Linked DNA regions of Oryzias latipes: region 2 is linked to region 1. Evidence: chromatin contacts called from public Hi-C data. All regions are on one chromosome and are shown on one strand. The core of a region is the stretch at or near the end of the contact, and the rest is flanking DNA. Distances in the headings are between cores, read along the strand shown. Region 1 has its middle 5.7 kb from the start of ccdc84. Region 2 holds the start of gas1 (growth arrest-specific protein 1).

What was found. Hi-C and Micro-C count contacts between places; a contact is called where the count stands out from the background.
Region 2: a contact with region 1 is called in a Hi-C map of embryo, with 1.7 times the contacts expected there. The contact joins the promoter of gas1 here to the enhancer-like site in region 1. A contact is called at or near these places in 2 of 5 Hi-C or Micro-C datasets (both in embryo).

The regions. Positions count from the first base shown.
Region 1 is chr9:4,899,909-4,904,783 of ASM223467v1, reverse strand. It overlaps LOC101161490. Among protein-coding and RNA genes, the nearest start is that of ccdc84, 5.7 kb to the right of the region's middle. Within about 2 kb of position 2,838, at least 2 of the 8 cell types and tissues checked have an H3K27ac peak or open chromatin away from gene starts, as enhancers often do. A contact at or near this core is called in embryo, where this site is marked.
Region 2 is chr9:4,975,464-4,980,338 of ASM223467v1, reverse strand. gas1 (growth arrest-specific protein 1) reads right to left here and starts at 2,285. Exons shown (of 1, transcript XM_020711413.2): 1 at 336-2,285. The coding sequence starts at 1,732. The coding sequence ends at 959.

The DNA of each region.
Region 1 (4,875 bases), core at 1,589-4,088:
CTCCTTCTGTCTTTTCTGCTTTGGGTCAGAACTGCCACCATTTGGTCTCTTCTGCAGCTGCTCCTTCTTGCTCCTTGAAGATTTATTTTCACTGCTGGGCCTCTTGCTTGCTTTCGATTGGCTGCTTTCAGCTGGACTGCTGCCTGCATTTGTTTTTGGTTTTGAAGTCGCCTTCGCTTCGGCGTCACAGCAACTCTCCTGTGGCAGCTCAGAAAGACTTATTTCCTCGTGGCTGTGCCTCCTCTTTTTGCCTGACTTTGAGCTTGAACTCGTCTTCTCTTTGCAGGACTTCCTGTTTGCAGTCAGATCTGTGCCTCGGTCCCCGCCACAGCTCGGTTCTGGCGCTGCTGTGGGGTTGTTTGATGGTCTGTCGGCAGACTGTGAGGAGTCAGGTGCTGTGTCTCCATGTGGTCCCATCTTCTCCCCGCGCCTCTGGTGTCGTCTCGTTTCCATGGCTCTACTCTGTGCCGTTTTTGCCTCTCTGAGCCGCCTCCTTGCTGCTGGATCAGAACGAGCGTTGGTTTTATTCGGTGAACATTCCCTTTTCTTTGGCGATGTGGCAGTGTTTTGGTCAGCTTTTGGACTCTTCTCCGTAGGCGTGGCGGACGCTCCGTGCTCATCAGTGCTCTTCTCTGGTCTTCCATGTTCGTTTTCCTCAGTCGGTATAAAACCTGTTGCTTCGTCTGGTTGTGAAGTTTGCTCTACATTTTCAGGTGAGGTCTGCTTCGCATCTTTCAGTGATTCCTTGATATTTTCTGGACTTCCATTCTGACGTTCATCAGGTCCTGCTGACGCTTCACTTCCTTTGATTGTTTGATCCTCATCAGCCCCCGTTGAGACAGAACCTTCATCCCGGCGGCTCTGCGCCCCGTCCGGGGTCTCAGCGTGGCCTCTACCTGTCTCCTCTTCAAAGCTGGATGGTGTTGGTGCCGGTTCTGTGTTTGTTTCCTCCTGCTGCGTGATCTCATCGCTGTCATTAGGTGATACGTTTGTACAGCTCTGATCCAAAGATAGCGTTATGTCTTCTTGGTTTATCTTCTTCTCTAGCGTTTGCTCAGTACTTGCAGCCGACAGTGAGCTCACATCCGGCATCTCCTCATCTGGATTGGCCTCCACGTCTCCAGTTGCTGTTTCACATCCATCGGTAAAGGCTGTGCGGTCCTCGTTCTCAGATCTATCATTGGTTTTGGAAAGTCCTTCCAGATCATCCTCTGCTGTTGACCTTGCAGAACTCTCCCTGTCTGCTTGAGGTTCTGCATCTTTTTCTGAGCTGATGGACGGAAATTCTCCAGGTTCTATAGTCTCTGATTGGTTTGACTCCGAGGGCCGGTGCTGATCTTCTGAGACATCAGGAGCGGGTGTTGGAGTTGAGCTGGAGGGCTGCGTTTGCCTTGATGGCTCCTGACTGATGCAGATTTCTTCATGTTCATCTTTGATCTGGGTGATTTGTGATGAAAGTCTGGAGTCTTCCTCTGGAGAACCGAGGTTCTGTTGGTTCTGGACCACCTTACCCTCCTTACTGGGGAGATCTTTCTCTACGGGGAAAGAGAAAAGGGTGAGAACGTGGAATAAGGATGTTTGATATTTGTTTTGGTGTTTAATGGGCAAGAGAAATTGAATCAAATCTCAGGAGTTGATGTCCGCTTCATCCTCAATGGGTGCATGACCAACAAACACAACATATGTCTATAATTTATGTATAGAAACTTTATCTCATCAGTTACTGATGCGGTCCGACAAACAATTAAGAAACTAAAAATAAGTGTAAAGAAATGTATTTTTTTTATTAGTTAAGCCTTTTTTGTGGGATTCTTAAAAATACAATCTAGTAAAGTGAAAGGTTATTTGACAGATAATGTGAATTTGATCTTTCTGTTCATTTCTTTCTCCCAAAAAAGAGGCTAAAAGAAAACATTATGTTCATAAAACTGTTTTGTTCTTTCTTCGTATAAACAATGTAAAAACTGCAGGATTTATTGGTTGTTCATCACACTTCATGAAAAAAAGAAGAATTATTTTGGGAAACAATGATACTTTGACATAAAGGGCGATTAATACATTGATTTTGAATAAAAGAAAAAGATAAAAAAACATTTTTTAAAACTATTTTTATGGCTTTTGACATGAACCTCTGTGCTGCTGGTGCTTTTTTTATTTGCTCTGTCTTTATTAGTATTCTTGTTTTTATGGCATGTATTTAATATTTTACTACTAAATTGTTTTACCTTTTTCATGTTTATCGATTCTAATGTATTCTAATGTTTGACTGTAGTCATGTTGTGAAAAGTCATGCAGATAAATTACATTCATGTTTGAAAATTCATCATATGGTCCAGATGCAGCTTTTAATTGACTGTAACTTAATCTAGACAGGAGTATGAAAATATCATAATTTATTTATTTTTATTGTATGCACAGTAAAATTAGGATGCTCCCAATTTGTTTAAAAGAATATATGACAGTCAGGATTAGAAATAAATATAAAATATAAAAAGTATAAAACATTATTTGTTGTATGCAGAAATAAAGTATTGAAAAGTCTTAAAGTTCTTTTTTTTTTAAATTGTCTCTACTGTTGACAGTTTAGTTTGTTTGTTTTTAGGAATTGCATGGATCGATTTCCTCATCTGCTCTTCTGATGGTTCTGATCAGCTCTCCCGGAACCACCGAAAAATGTGAAACGGAAGTTCTTCACGCAAACTGTTTGGACATTTTAGCTCAGATCTGGAGGTTGTCGTACCTGACCTGTGAAACTTTGGCTCAGGTGTAAAAACCGTGTCCAACATTCTGCGCTGGCGAGCGATTTCTGCCTCATAATCCTCAATTCTCTTTTCAAAAGCCCCCACTATTTCCCGCGCAGCCGCAGTTAAGCGATCACAGACAAAGTTGCGCATGCTCTGGGCTGGATACATGTTTGAAAAAGTAATTATGTAAAATTAAACTAGAAAGGAAAAAAAAACTTTAAAAAGTGGAAACCTGAACTCACACTACAGCTCAATTTACTTCCTTGTGGCACGAGTCTTCTTCTTGTCTTTTAGTTTGGACGACGTAAATAGTCCGGGTTGTGTTACTGCCCCCGTCTGGACACTCAGGAGTATTGCAGGACAAACAAACTGCCTCATCGTGTCTTAACCAGATTCCCAATTCTACAATTTTAACCCATCAGGCCCAATTCTTTCTTAAATAAAGGGGTAAAACGGATCATAAAATCTTACTTGCCCTCATCGTATTTAACAGAGTTATTTGTTTAAAATTCAGCCTCCTGTTGCAAATGAAAAAAAATATGAATTTCTGTAGCAATATGCACAAAACAGTCCAACTTCCTGTGGTCAAAATACAATTTTGCAAATTCCATACAAGTAATAGTAAAGTTTAAAAAATATTTTTTTTCAAAACAGGCACCTTTATCAGTACCACCATAATGTTTTCGGAAAAAAAAAGGTGGAAAAAGTCATTTCTTAAAAAAAACCATCAAAGTTTATCGTTGGCTTTTATTGAGGCAAAATATTTTCCTTCTGGGTTTTCAGACCTTTTTTTCACTCCATTAACTTGTTTTGATACTTTTGCACGTTCAAACTTTGCAGCCCAGATTCTCAACAACCATTCTACAACATGACCCAGACATAATTGTTGAACTTGTTGAAGCAGTTCTAATAATACGTTTCTAAAAACAGAAAAGGTTATATATTGTGCTTATTAAATACATACTTAAACTCAAACACTTCCAATGAATAATTAACTCTGTTGTCTTCTAAACTGCCCAGTTGATGAACAGTCTGTCGGAGAAAAGGCTCAAAACTCCCCTTTTCCATCTGGCTATTACCGCTACGATTCTTTATTATGCATTTCAAATGTTGATGTTTAATTATAGTAACTCTTTTTTTGTTATGGTGATGTTTTAGGGTTCTTTTTATTTCCTCTGTGGGATTCTCCTTCAGGGTGGCCTGTGCGGTGATCCTGGCTTCCACCCTGAATGGACTTGGCTCTAGAACAGAGACGACCGTGTTGGTCCTTTCTGAGCTCAGCCTTAAGTTGAAGTCATACTTTTAGGGTTCGAGGGGTTGGGAAGCAGAAGGAACGCAAGCTCTGTTTTTAACTTTTATTGTGGAGCGTTGTGTGTGATTCCGTATGAACAGCACAAGATTGTTCTACAACATAAATATATGGAACAGAAGCTGTGACAATACAAGCGCTCTTCTAACTTCACATGGAAAAGACATTTTATCTACAACTTTAGTCAAAGATTTTGGCGCACAGAAACGTCCGTCACGTTATTCAGGTGCATCTTCGAAACAAAAAATGTGACAAATTCAGCAGCCCTCCAGGCCTGGCTTACAGAAAGTGCTAATTTTGTTACGTTCAGTCTGTTTTTTCCAAGGAAAAAACTCTGTTTGGAGGTTGATTTGATCAAGCTCTAATGCTCACCTGTGTGTGTGACTCTAGAGACACAATTTAAGACCCACTCCAATGAAAATTGGGTTCATGTAGCCTTTTTTTCTCATGCTGGAGAACATATTTAAAGAAATTTCCGATAAAAATTGCATTTCTGAGTTTTTCTTTATTCAAATCATGGTGAATCAGGAGCAGATGAAAAAAATCTGTAGCTGTGACGCTGCTCCACAGTCGGCAGGACAGGAGCTCCCTGCTCTGCTCCATTCCGATGCATCCACTCCCAGCCAAATAGATCCATGTACGTCTTTATTTCCCGTGTTTGACCTGGAATCGGACTCAAAACGGTTCAGCTGGAGAACTCCAATGTTGCTCGCCATTTCTGTTGAGGGGATGTAAGCTAGAGTGTAAACAAAGGGATCATGGGAAGTCAGAGGAGGCTTACTTCGTGCCAACAGTCCCACCCACAACTGAAAGGTGAATTCT
Region 2 (4,875 bases), core at 1,036-3,535, 76 kb before region 1:
TTGTTGATTTCAGCGCAATGAGCATAAAGTTAAAAATAAAACATGAAAAAAGTTGCTTTTCTGGCCTTAAGCAAACACTTTTAGAGCTATTATGTTAATTTGCTTGTAATAACTAATCCCAGATGTACTTTTCTTGCTTATTACAGCATTAACTAAAGTTCAAACTTAATAAACACCAAAAAGTTCTATTATTTTGAAAATAATACCAACTTAAATACTTTTTTTTTATTTAAAGCAACAAATAACTGACAAATCACAATGTTTTTTCTTCAAGTTTCCTTTATGCCTTCCATAAAGATATATCATTAAGGCAAGCATACAGTGAATTTAGACAATTTTTTTAATCTATTTTCTGTGAATAAATCCTTTCATAGCCTAAAACATAAAGAATTCTCTGGAAAAAAAATCTATATTTGGCTATAAACATATATACAGTGAATATACACTCTCTTAGTTAAAATAACTTCCCTTTAAAGCTGGAACTGTATTTCTTTTACACATATTGGACATTTGGATGAAACCTGGAGACATGTAATAAATTACTGTTTCACTTAAACTCCTAATCTATGTACAAGTGTCCAACGACGTTAAATACTAAATCAGATTTCCTGGTGCGTAATGGCAACCGGCTGTCATACAAAAATAGTTCATGTTTATTAAAAAAAAAAAAGACATGCAGTGCATGGCTGATTCTTGTGAATAAACTTTGAATTTTCTTTACCCAAACAAGTCTGTTCTGTCAGTCTGACAGAATCCTGGCGAGCCTTTTTATTTTTTTACAAGAAGTGATCTGAGAAAAGTCGTTTGAGGTCGTTTTTTTTTTTTTTTTTTTTTTTTTGCATAGAAATATCCCGATTTCATGGGAAAATCGCTGCAAAACAGACTTTCACCTGCATCTGCGAGGATGCAACTTTTATCTATGGTTGCAGGGACTAGAGTCTGTCGTGGGGCAGAGGGGTTAGAAGAGGGGCAGCAGAGCAAAGATGGATGCGAGCAGAGCCAAGGCGCAGCGGCCCCCAGGGAGAGACGCTCCGCCGGTGCTTTGCCCGGGGGAGGGGGGGTCCACGGGCTCCTCGTAGTCCTCGTCGTCATCGTAACCGCCGCTGGCTTCGTAGCTGTCGGGACTGTCGAAGCAGAGCGCCTTCATGCTGCTCTTCACGTACTCGCAGATGGGCCTCTCCGTGCCGTCGCACGCGCACGTCTCCAGCTGCTGGCCCTTGGGGATTCTGCGCAGGTTGGCGATCACGTTCCTGCAGCCGTTGGTGCAGGTCGCGCCGCTGAAAAGTTTCCCACAGTGGTGCAAATAGTCGTGCATGGCGGAGCTGCACTGCGGGTCCCTCTCGCACTGGTGCCGGGCCTCCGTGCAGCCCGTGCTGGTAGTCCTGGGGAGGCAGGGCTCGATGGCCCGTTTGGTGAGCATGCACATGGGGTCCTGGTCGCAGCTGCAGTCCTCCAAAGCCGGGCCATTTTTGGTCATGTTGAGCTGGACCAGGGAGTAGATGCAGTGGCTGGGACACTTCTTCTTCTCCCCGTTCAGCACGGGCCCGCACGCGCGGTTGTAGTGGTCAAACGCGTAATTGCACTCGGACTCGGCTTGACACCTCATGATGGCTTGCCAGCAAACCAGCCGTCGGCCGTGGGGCGGCGCGGCCACGGAGAAGTAGCCAAAAAACAACAGCGCGCAACCCAGAGGCAACGCAGACCTGCAGGCGGCGCGGACGAAGGCGCCCATCGTTGTGGCTGCGGGAGACAGGCGGGACTCACGGCGGGCTCATGAGGAAAACTTCCATAAGAGTCCAGAGGAGAAGTTGTCGCGTATCCCGAGACGTTGGCCCGTATGCGGGCTTTAAGATGGTCTGCACAGTGCTGGGTAATCCCGGTTCTTACAACCAGTCCAGTCCAGCCAGTTCTGGCGTGAAATGATCCGTTATCCGTACATGGTTCAGGAGAAATCGGGGAAAAAAACTCACTGAAACTCAGACGCGCAAAACCCAGAAGAGGATAGATCTGCTGCGCCTCATTCCATCGGACACGTTCTGAAGTGAAAAACCAGAAAAAGTGCTTCCAAAAGAGTCCCGGTTGCGCTCTCAGCCTCAGCGGTTCTCCGTCAGCAATCCACCCCAACACCGTCTGCTGGAGCGCGCCGGGTCCTCAAGTAGTACTTGTGCGCACGGGAGTGGAAACAAGTCGTGCGTGGGAAAAACAACAACAACCCTTGCGAATGGAAAAGTGATCCTCTACTCTCCAGCGTTTGCCTTTCGGTTCCTCAGCCCCCTCACCATGCATTAGTGAGGGGCTTCTCATTGGCTGGAAACTTTGTTGAGGGCTCGTACGCACCGATGGGCGGGAGTTTAGGCAGGGAGGAGGAGAGGAGGACACCCTCTTAAGAAAGATTATGAGCAGAGTAGATTTACAGGAGAGAACATCACTCCTAATTATGGGAGTAATTCAGAAAGTTACACATGCTCACTGGAGCGACTGGATTCCACTGCGCACCAGGAGGACATGTGATGGACGGGTTCAGGTTCCACAAGCCCCTTTTGTTTTGTTGTAACCAGATATTGAGCTCTAAAGGAAAAGCAAAATGATTAATCACAGAGTTCATCATGTTTTTAATAAAAGCAAAGATTTAGATCAATAAAGAGAATAGTTTTAGCTAAACAAGTTTACTCCAACGCCAACATTTAGTAATTCTTACTGGCTTTTAGAATAAAAAAATGTGAAATTCAGACTGGAAAAGTCTGTTGGCCTGGATCAAGCCCGCCTAAGTTGATCCAGATCAAGTCCTGAACCTTTTGTTTGGTCTGCATTCAGACTGTCTTCAACCTGACAGTTCTGTTTCCAAACAAAGCTTGCCATCAAAACCACGTGACCAAAGATCTCTTCTGTCATTGGCCAGGAATTACAAGGGCGGGGCAAGTTCTGCGCTTTGCATTCCTTGCTGAGATAATTCACTGATTCAAATTTTATATTTCGCTGACAAATTTTCAATGCTTGTTTCATCGTCAGGTACAACACTTTTTACTTTGGTACATCAGAGGCATGCTGCAAGCCAGTTACGGAGATAACGACGAAGAAGGTACACTCATAAGTGTTTATGTAAGTAAGTAAATCTTTATTTATGTAGCACTTTTCTCAGAGAGCGACTCACAAAGTGCTTCACTATGTTAAAACAATATAAAGTCAGTGAAACAGTTTGAAAAGCAATGTGTATCACGTTAAAAGTTGATTTAATGAGCCTCCGAGCGAACCAGCGCTCAGTCCGATTGGAAACGAACCAAAACTGCCTCAAAAGATAGTTACTGGTCCTGGACCAGGATCCACTTGGGTGGATGCAGACTGAATATTTGTTCAGGATTATTAAGGGACACAAACTCTGGTTCTCTTTAACCAAATGTGTCCAGTCTGAATAAACACTAAGATTTTCTCATTTTCCACTCTTGGCTGCCATTGTCCTTTAGTTTTTTAGTTTTTTTTTTAGTTTTTGAACGGACTCTAGAATGGTCAAAATTCAATAAAAATGCCATCAAAAGGGGGTTTCCTCTAAATTCACTTTCCCAGTTCCACCATCACTTTTGCTCTGAAGGTTTTAGCATTGATATTCCAATCATAACGTTGTCAGACCTCTTAGTGCATCACATACCTTTATCTTCTGAGCCCTTAAATTACTTTCTCTGCTCGTCAGATAAACAGTTTGTCATATTTTAAACCTGATGGTGAGTTTTTCAGGCTGTAGCTCCAAGACTCTGCATCTACCGTATTTTCCGGACTATAAGTCGCCCTTTTTTTCATAGTTTGGCAAGGGGTGCGACTTATACTCCGCAGCGACTTATATTAGAAATAAATTGAAATAAATACATTGTTAACCCTCCTGTTATGTTCATTTGTGAGGAACAGAAATGATGTTCCTGGGTCAATTTGATGTATGAGGTATGTTAAGTGACTCAGAGAATAAGCAAAGGCTGAAGGCTTGAAGGCTAACAACATAATATTCTATTTTCCAATGATTTCATAGATTCAGAAATACAATAAAAGTGAAAACTGTTTCTACAAATACAGGATGAAAACAGAGTATTAGTTGGCCAATGATGCTTCATGAAAAGAATAAATAAGTAAGTTTGAGAAAAAATTACTGTGAAATTATTAGATAAACTGTCTGCTATGATTGTGTCATATAAGGTTGTGAAAGTTAAAATGCGACTTATAGTCCAGTGCGACTTATCTGTGTTTTTTTCTACTTTATAATGCATTTTTGGGCTGGTGCGACTTATACTCCGGTGCGACTTATAGTCCGGAAAATACGGTATATGCTATGTTTGTTTGTTCTTTGTGAAAACCTTTGGCTTTTTATCAGACATTTAAACCACAGCTTATATGTAAAGAATACTTGATAAACACAGTTTAAGAAAAACGCAAAATAATTTTTTTAAAAAGGAGTCACTCTGTAATGTCAATCAGCTCTCAGTCCATTGAATTGAATATTAAAAAGTCACTTCAGCAATACACTTTTTTTTTTAAGAGATCAAGAAACACAAACTTCCCTCAGACCTCAGAACCTCACAGAACAGCTTTTTTTTGGACCAAACAGAGACATTTAGCTCCAGATCAAAAGTTTCTTTATTTCACAACAGGCTGGTTTGGAGCCAATCACACGTCTTTCTTGGCCACTTTAATAAAGGAAACCACTGTCATTTAAATCTGTATTGCCCTCACGTTATTGCTTTTTTCATTAAGATTTATTGGATTTGGAAAAAAAAGCTAATCCAAAAAACCAATCATCTGGAGACTCCAAAGTTCAGCTGAGCATGTCTTTTAAAAACAGCAGGTGAGCCCGGTAAACAGGTTAATATCCTGATGATGGCCTCGACCTCAGGA